2 separate regions of the Sus scrofa genome follow, and region 2 is linked to region 1. A link is a contact called in public Hi-C data. All regions are on one chromosome and are shown on one strand. Each heading gives the region's core, a stretch centred on a gene start, on an enhancer-like site or on the middle of the called end of the contact. The rest is flanking DNA. Distances are from core to core; before and after follow the strand shown.

The links. Hi-C and Micro-C count contacts between places; a contact is called where the count stands out from the background.
Region 2: a contact with region 1 is called in a Hi-C map of heart right ventricle, with 5 times the contacts expected there. The contact joins two enhancer-like sites. A contact is called at or near these places in 2 of 47 Hi-C or Micro-C datasets (fetal heart ventricle and heart right ventricle) and 1 of 2 datasets of contacts at active chromatin or transcription factors (alveolar macrophages).

What each region holds. Positions count from the first base shown.
Region 1 is chr10:56,605,374-56,608,748 of Sscrofa11.1, forward strand. No RefSeq gene overlaps it. Among named protein-coding and RNA genes, the nearest start is that of NRP1, 180 kb to the left of the region's middle. Within about 2 kb of position 1,693, at least 3 of the 83 cell types and tissues checked have an H3K27ac peak or open chromatin away from gene starts, as enhancers often do.
Region 2 is chr10:56,768,746-56,771,770 of Sscrofa11.1, forward strand. LOC110255705 (a long non-coding RNA gene) reads left to right here. Exons shown (of 2, transcript XR_002336405.1): 2 at 5-2,672. Among named protein-coding and RNA genes, the nearest start is that of NRP1, 340 kb to the left of the region's middle. Within about 2 kb of position 1,451, at least 8 of the 83 cell types and tissues checked have an H3K27ac peak or open chromatin away from gene starts, as enhancers often do.

The DNA of each region.
Region 1 (3,375 bases), core at 443-2,942:
CAGAGGAGCCTGATGGGAGTCCATCCACCCTCCATCCCTCTTCCCTGGACCCCACCTAAGCAAGCCAGGCAACCCTGGCTCTAGGGCAGACCCTGGACTCTAATGCCTCAATGCCCTATGGCTAATGCAAAGGGTAAAATCTATTTGTGATGTCTGGCCACCGGCTCCTTTCATCAAGATAAGGCCCCCTCCATTGGGGAATTCTAGCCCTGGTAGCACTCCGGGCCGCCCAAACACACCAGCCCCACTCCATCAACCAGCAGCCACTGCAGCACTTAGAGCTGCAAATGACAAAGACACTTCACAGACGGGATCGATGGCGGGTTCGAGCAGAGCCACTTGAGCACAGGCAGGAACAAAGCTGCCCTGGGGTTCAGACACTGCCCTGCCCCCCAGGGAAAGGTGAGCCAACCTTTTGCTCTCAGAAGTCGCCACACCTGCCCACCTGGCCCCTCCTGAACACTTACCCTATTTTTTCTTGAAGATGATCCTCACTGGAAAAATAAACACCCTGCAGTTAGGATTTAGTTCTTTGTTCTCGGTGATAAACCAACCAAATTTACTGTTTATAAAATGAAGAGTGAAGGAAAAACACTTCTGTCAGACTATTCTCCCTGAGAAACCCATAGAGACTTAGAAATAAGTAAAATGAAATCAAACCGTATTATTTAAACTTGAAATTGTTGGATGAGAAGAGAGTTTGTAAAATCTACTGTTTTATTTCCTTTCTTTCAGAACAATAACCATCCAGAGCTTTTCTGAGTCCGTAGACTGCAGTTTCTTCCCTGTCCTCTGTGTTCCTTCAACTTGAAAATGCGAGTTAATAATGCCTGCCTCCCGGCCTCTTGGGATTTTCTGTGCGGATTGATGATAATAAAATAACACGAATAATCTGTGTTTATATGGTGCTGTGCAGTTTATGGAGAAGGCGCTTTCACTTAATCCTTGCAACAACCCAGTGAGGTGGGTAATGTGAGATTCTGCACATAACTGTGGGTTGAGCGCATCACACGACAAAAAGCCAGGCTTTGTGCTTCTTGGTGGTGTAATTGTTAGCAGTGATGATAAGGCAGGTCCTTGTGCCTGGTTCTTTCAGGAGGGGGACTGGGGCCCCCTGTCAGTGGCCTGAATATGTCTCTGCCTCAGAGTGTTGGCTTCCTAAGCGGCTGGGTGAACCGAGGAGAAGCAAGGTCAGGGCTGATGAAGGAAGGGCTGGGACTAGGGCTCCATTGACCCACACCCACGGTCCCTGGGGGATGCCCTTTTTGGATCTCCTCTGGAGAGGCTGTGAATGATCCAGCTTTATCCACCCCACCCCCCCCCTCCAATTTGGCCTCACTCCAGCCCACCTGTCCTGCTCACTGCCACCCACAGGGAGAACCTACTTCTCAGGTGTGTCCAAGGTCAATGACATAGGGTAGAAACCCACTACCAGCATCAGTCCAGAAGGTCAACAGCTTTGCAATCTCTTCTTCCTGAGCACAGCCACTCAGACTCAGGAGTGAATCAGAGGGCACAAAAATTGTCTCTTCCATCTCTGACTAAACTGCTGAGAGTAAATGGATTTTGCAAATAACCACTTGAGTTTTAGATTAAATCTCCAATCTGGATTTCTCCTCCTTGGTCAATACCAGCCCCTCCGTTCTGAATCACTGTTCTTTTTGACATCTGCGTCACCTCCTTCAGGAGCCTGTGTCTTCCTCCAAGCTGGTTCCTCTTCTTGAGGCTCCCATGGCTCCTTGGGTCACCCCACAGCTGTAGTGTCATCACTGAGTTCTCTTTTACCTCCCCCAGGAAACTATAAGCTTCTGGAAGGCCAGGACTGTGACCTCTTATCTTTCAATTTCAGACACCTTGTACCTGGCAAAAAATATTTTTAGAATGAATCAGTAAGTTTAATGAATTAATCAAAGCAGCCTAGAGAGGAGTGGAAGGAGAACTGAATGCACTCCTGGGTTACAGGCCACACCATGACACATCCGTGGCATCCGGATTTACTATATTTGCCAGAATCAAAGGGATTCAAAGGAAACCCTCACCCTGGCTTCATCCTATTTTTGTACTACAAAAGCATCATCCTTCAACCAACAAGCTTGAAAGACTATTTTATAGAGGGATTGGGAGGGTACATGTGAATTTTTAATAAAATTCTTGTATAAGGAAAAAAGATTAAAATGATCATAAAAATGTTTTGGACATCTTTGGGCCCAGGAGCACAAAACCAGGCCGTCTCTGCTCCCTGGAACTCCTGGGTTCACGTGGACAGCTGGTCTATTCAAGTTGATGTGGCTGTTGAAGAACATAAGTGGACACCAGACTCTCAGGACACAGTGCAGAGGCTCTGGGAACGACGACGCCCTATCAACCTGTGCCCAATATTAATGAGTAATCTCTTGGCTGGAGAGCCAGTGTCTGCTGCTAAGCATTCCTAGCACTCATCTTCTATCGCCTTTCAGTTATTTTAGACCAAGTACCACTTTGGGTGATTGATTGCTATTTTTACTTTCATGAGGTTTAGGAGGGTAGGAAGAAAACCACAGCAAAAGAGCGTGGCAGGAAGTTTCTTTGCAAAAGATCCATGTACTACCTGTGGGTTATGGCTTCTTAAAACCCAAATTCTTAAGTGTTCTGAGGTTAAAAGCTTCCTATTTGCCACAAAGTTGAAGGATGATGATTTAGCTGGTGTTATTTTACAAGCACAATTTTACATTTGGCCATCTCTAGATAAATGAGTCTTTAATTTTCACTGGGGAAGGTCATTATTAGAGAAGGGGATTCTGGATGCTGACAGAACTCATTTGGGAAATGAAACTGAGGGATTATACTTAAAATGTCCTATCTACCTCTTCCCTAGGAATCTCCTTTGCTGGGGGGCGGAAAGGAGACTGGCTGAGTCATCCGGATCTGGAAATCCTATAGGGATGCTTCTAGGCATTTGAGAAAAATGGAGGAAAAAAAATAAAAGCAGGGGCATAGCCTCTAAACTTTTCTCTTTATTTCCTCTACCTCCTGTCCTGATAAACAGATTGTCTAGAAAGAAACTTCGTATTCAATGAATCTAATCACAATATTGTATTAATTTTATGCTTATAGCTACCATTCACTGAACACAAGAGTGAATTATCTATTATGTGAATTATCTATTATGTTGCCATTATCTGTGTTTTACAGATGAGGAAACTGTAGCTCAGAGGTGGCTAAGTCATCTGCTTAGGGTCACACTGCTTGAAACACGGCAGAGCCAGGATGGCCACTGAGGTCTGTCTGAGGTCACAGACCATGCTGTATAGTCTTATTGTAGGATTCTTTTCTTCTTTAAAGAATGAGGGTAGGATGTCTGCAGGTATCAAATAACTCAGTCTAGGTCACATCACA
Region 2 (3,025 bases), core at 201-2,700, 160 kb after region 1:
CCAGAGAGAAAACGGGTACTAGAAATACAAGCTGCACCAGAAGAGGAGTTCTTACTGAGGATCTACTTTCCTAGAAAAATGATCCTTTGTCACCTTAAAGAAGTGGTGTTGCCTCTGCACATCATGACAGGCTTTCTGAGCTGAGTCAAGCTGTGATCACTTTCTACCCCTCGTTCGCACAGAATCGTGGCTGGGGCAGGAGCTGGGACAGGTGAAAGGAAGCTGTTTGAAGAGAGAGGCCTCAACTCATTTAAAATAATAAAATGACTGCCTTCCTTCGGAATCGGGCAGGACTCTGGCCTAAAGAGGTTTGGGGATAATGATCTTGCCTGAATACGTGCAGAGTTGATGCTCCAAAATGGCCACGGCATCCAGTCCGTGTCACGGCTAAACTGCACCCAACCTTGACAACCCCCGTCACGGGCAGACGGGCCTTTCCATAAACCGTTAGCTCTGCCCCAGGCCCTGTGGCCTAAAAAGCATCGTTTGTTCTTTAAAGTACTGACACTCGGCCATCTTTTCTCTCTCCAATTCCACAGTCACAGGTCGGTCTGGGGACAGGCTGTCCATTGTTCTCTCCTTGTTTCACTGGTGGGCTCTATCCTATGGCAAGGTTTTTTTAATTGACTCTCAGATGATTGTAAGGGTAGCTCATGAATCAGAACCCGGGGCTCTCCATGTGACCGCCGGCTCTCACAGATCTGTATAAACTTCTAAATAGTTTTGGAGAAAGGCAAGCGCCTGTGTGTGTGTGTGTGTGTGTGTGTGTGTGTGTGTGTGTGTACTAATTCGAGCATCCCCCCAGAGACCTTGTCTTCCCCAGACCCGCAGCAGCCTCAGGCTGTGTTTCCCATTAAGGATTTATTTTCTTCTATGAAGGGATCTTTCTGCCCCCAAAGAGGCTCAGTTCCCACTTAGTGCCTGTTAGAAGGTCCCGGAGATTAGATTGAGCAGAGGGTCTCAGGATACAAGTTTCAATGCACATTATTCATAGAGAAAATAAGATCAGGGCTGAGAAAATCCAGTTTTGTGATGGGTGAGACAGGGGCCAGCTGTCATTCTTGCTGGATCCTGGGCGATTCATTAAACCTGTGTCTTCACCCCTCCCAAGGATAAAGGCACGTGTTCCTGCCCACTTCCGACCCGTTAGAGCCTTGCGTGGGCAATGAGATAATGCTTTGGGAGTTCGTCTGCATACCTGCCTTAAGGATGTGATAATTATTGGTGTTACCATGGTTCAGCACCTAGCAATGGCCCTCTGTGAGATGGGCATTCTCCCGGCTGACAGGTAAATAAGAACAGATCTGGCTTGTTCCAGACGCGCAGTCACAGCCTGTTGATAAATAGGGATCCAGAAGTCACATGCAGGCTGGCCTCAGGTAAACCGCGGCTCACACTCTATTTTTAGTTAATAGGGCTCTGCTGAAGTATGTCTCCAAGTCCCAGCCTTCTCACCCGTGGTTCATCGGGGTCACAGGCAATAGCTGTGCAGAATAAAGAGGCCGTCTGAGACCGTCTCAAGCATGAGAGCAAGAGCGAGCCCCATGTGGCAGGGCAGGGGGAGGTAGAGGGGCAATGGCCCTACCAATCCCAAAGTCACTGTCATCCAACGGTCCCCCCTCCTCTACCAGCCTTCTCACCAGGAGGCCTCACGGGCTGCTCAGAGCTCACCCCACTTTCCGATGAGCACCCTGCGCCTCCACCCCCGTGCACACTGGGTTCGAGACAGTTATGGCAACCTCACTTTCCACCGCCAAGTGTCTCCATTTGGTTGTTTCATCCTTCCTGCCAGAGCCCAGCCCCTGCCTGTTGACTCTGATACATCTTTCACAGAATCTCATTTTCATCCCTGTCACTGGAGTCCAAATGCCAACATACTGATTATTCTCGCTGTGACAAATACAGTCTCTCTTCAGCAGTCTCTTCAGATCTCGGTCTCCTGGGAAAACAGCTCCCTCCCCTCCGAGCCTTTTCCTAATATTGCCCACTCAGCTCAGCCCCAGCCCCTCTGAACCCTTTGCAAGTTCACCCCACCTACCCTTCCTATCTGTTCTGCGATGGCATCTTTTCCCAGCGTCTGCTTCACCTGTCTCCGCCTGTCTGTGTGACTCCAGGCTGCCCCTTGGTCAGCAGGACAGAGCCTTCTGCCTCCGTGGGCTGCTGCCAAGCTTAATTTTAGCACTCTGCAAATGACAGTAAGTCCTGCAAAGCAGATCAAAGCATTGGCCCCTGCATGCTGGCCAGCATGGCGAATGATTCTCTGGGACAGAGCAAACAACCTCGAAAATTTCTTATGAGTCAGCTGTGAGGCGCTCAGGCAAGCAAGATCACAGGACAAGTTCACACGTTCACATGGAATGACCAGGAGGCTCATTTGCCACAGAGGTCAAGCTCGTAGGCTGGCAGCCCCATCAGCCCGGCAGAAGGACAGGCTTCCGCAGAGATGTCTCTTCGGAGAATGTCACACTTAGGCCATCTCCAGACAGCCTCGCTTGGGCGAAGGTGGCCTTTGTCACGGGAATAAATCTGAGGTCCTTTTGATGAAGAAGCCCAGAATGCCATCTTCCACCACAGGAATGTCTTTCTCAAGCTTTTGGATAGAAAATAGTCAGCGGAAGGCTATCGGTTTTGGATGAATGATCCAAACTATCAATAAAAAATTATCAAATAGATGATCAGCCTTATACCTCTTTCTGTGTTATACAGGTCTGCTCAACTCTTCAGCAAGGACATGATTCCTGATCTATAGAATCTAGTTATTGGCCTATGTCTCTATTACAAAAGCGTTGAGAAGACCTCACCTCGCCTCTTCCCGAGAGTATTTGGGAGAGTAATGTGTGCATGCAGTTCCCTCTGAATATCTCTGGTATCCCAGGAATTTAAACGTTAGGGATGTTGACAGGGGCTGACATTTCCCATACGATGGTCTGGAAGGAGCTTGGTCCTGTGAAACAGACAGGCTGATCTTGAAATAAAGTTCACGGAGTCTGCTGAAGGGAAAAATCTCAGAAGCCAAGTATTATCA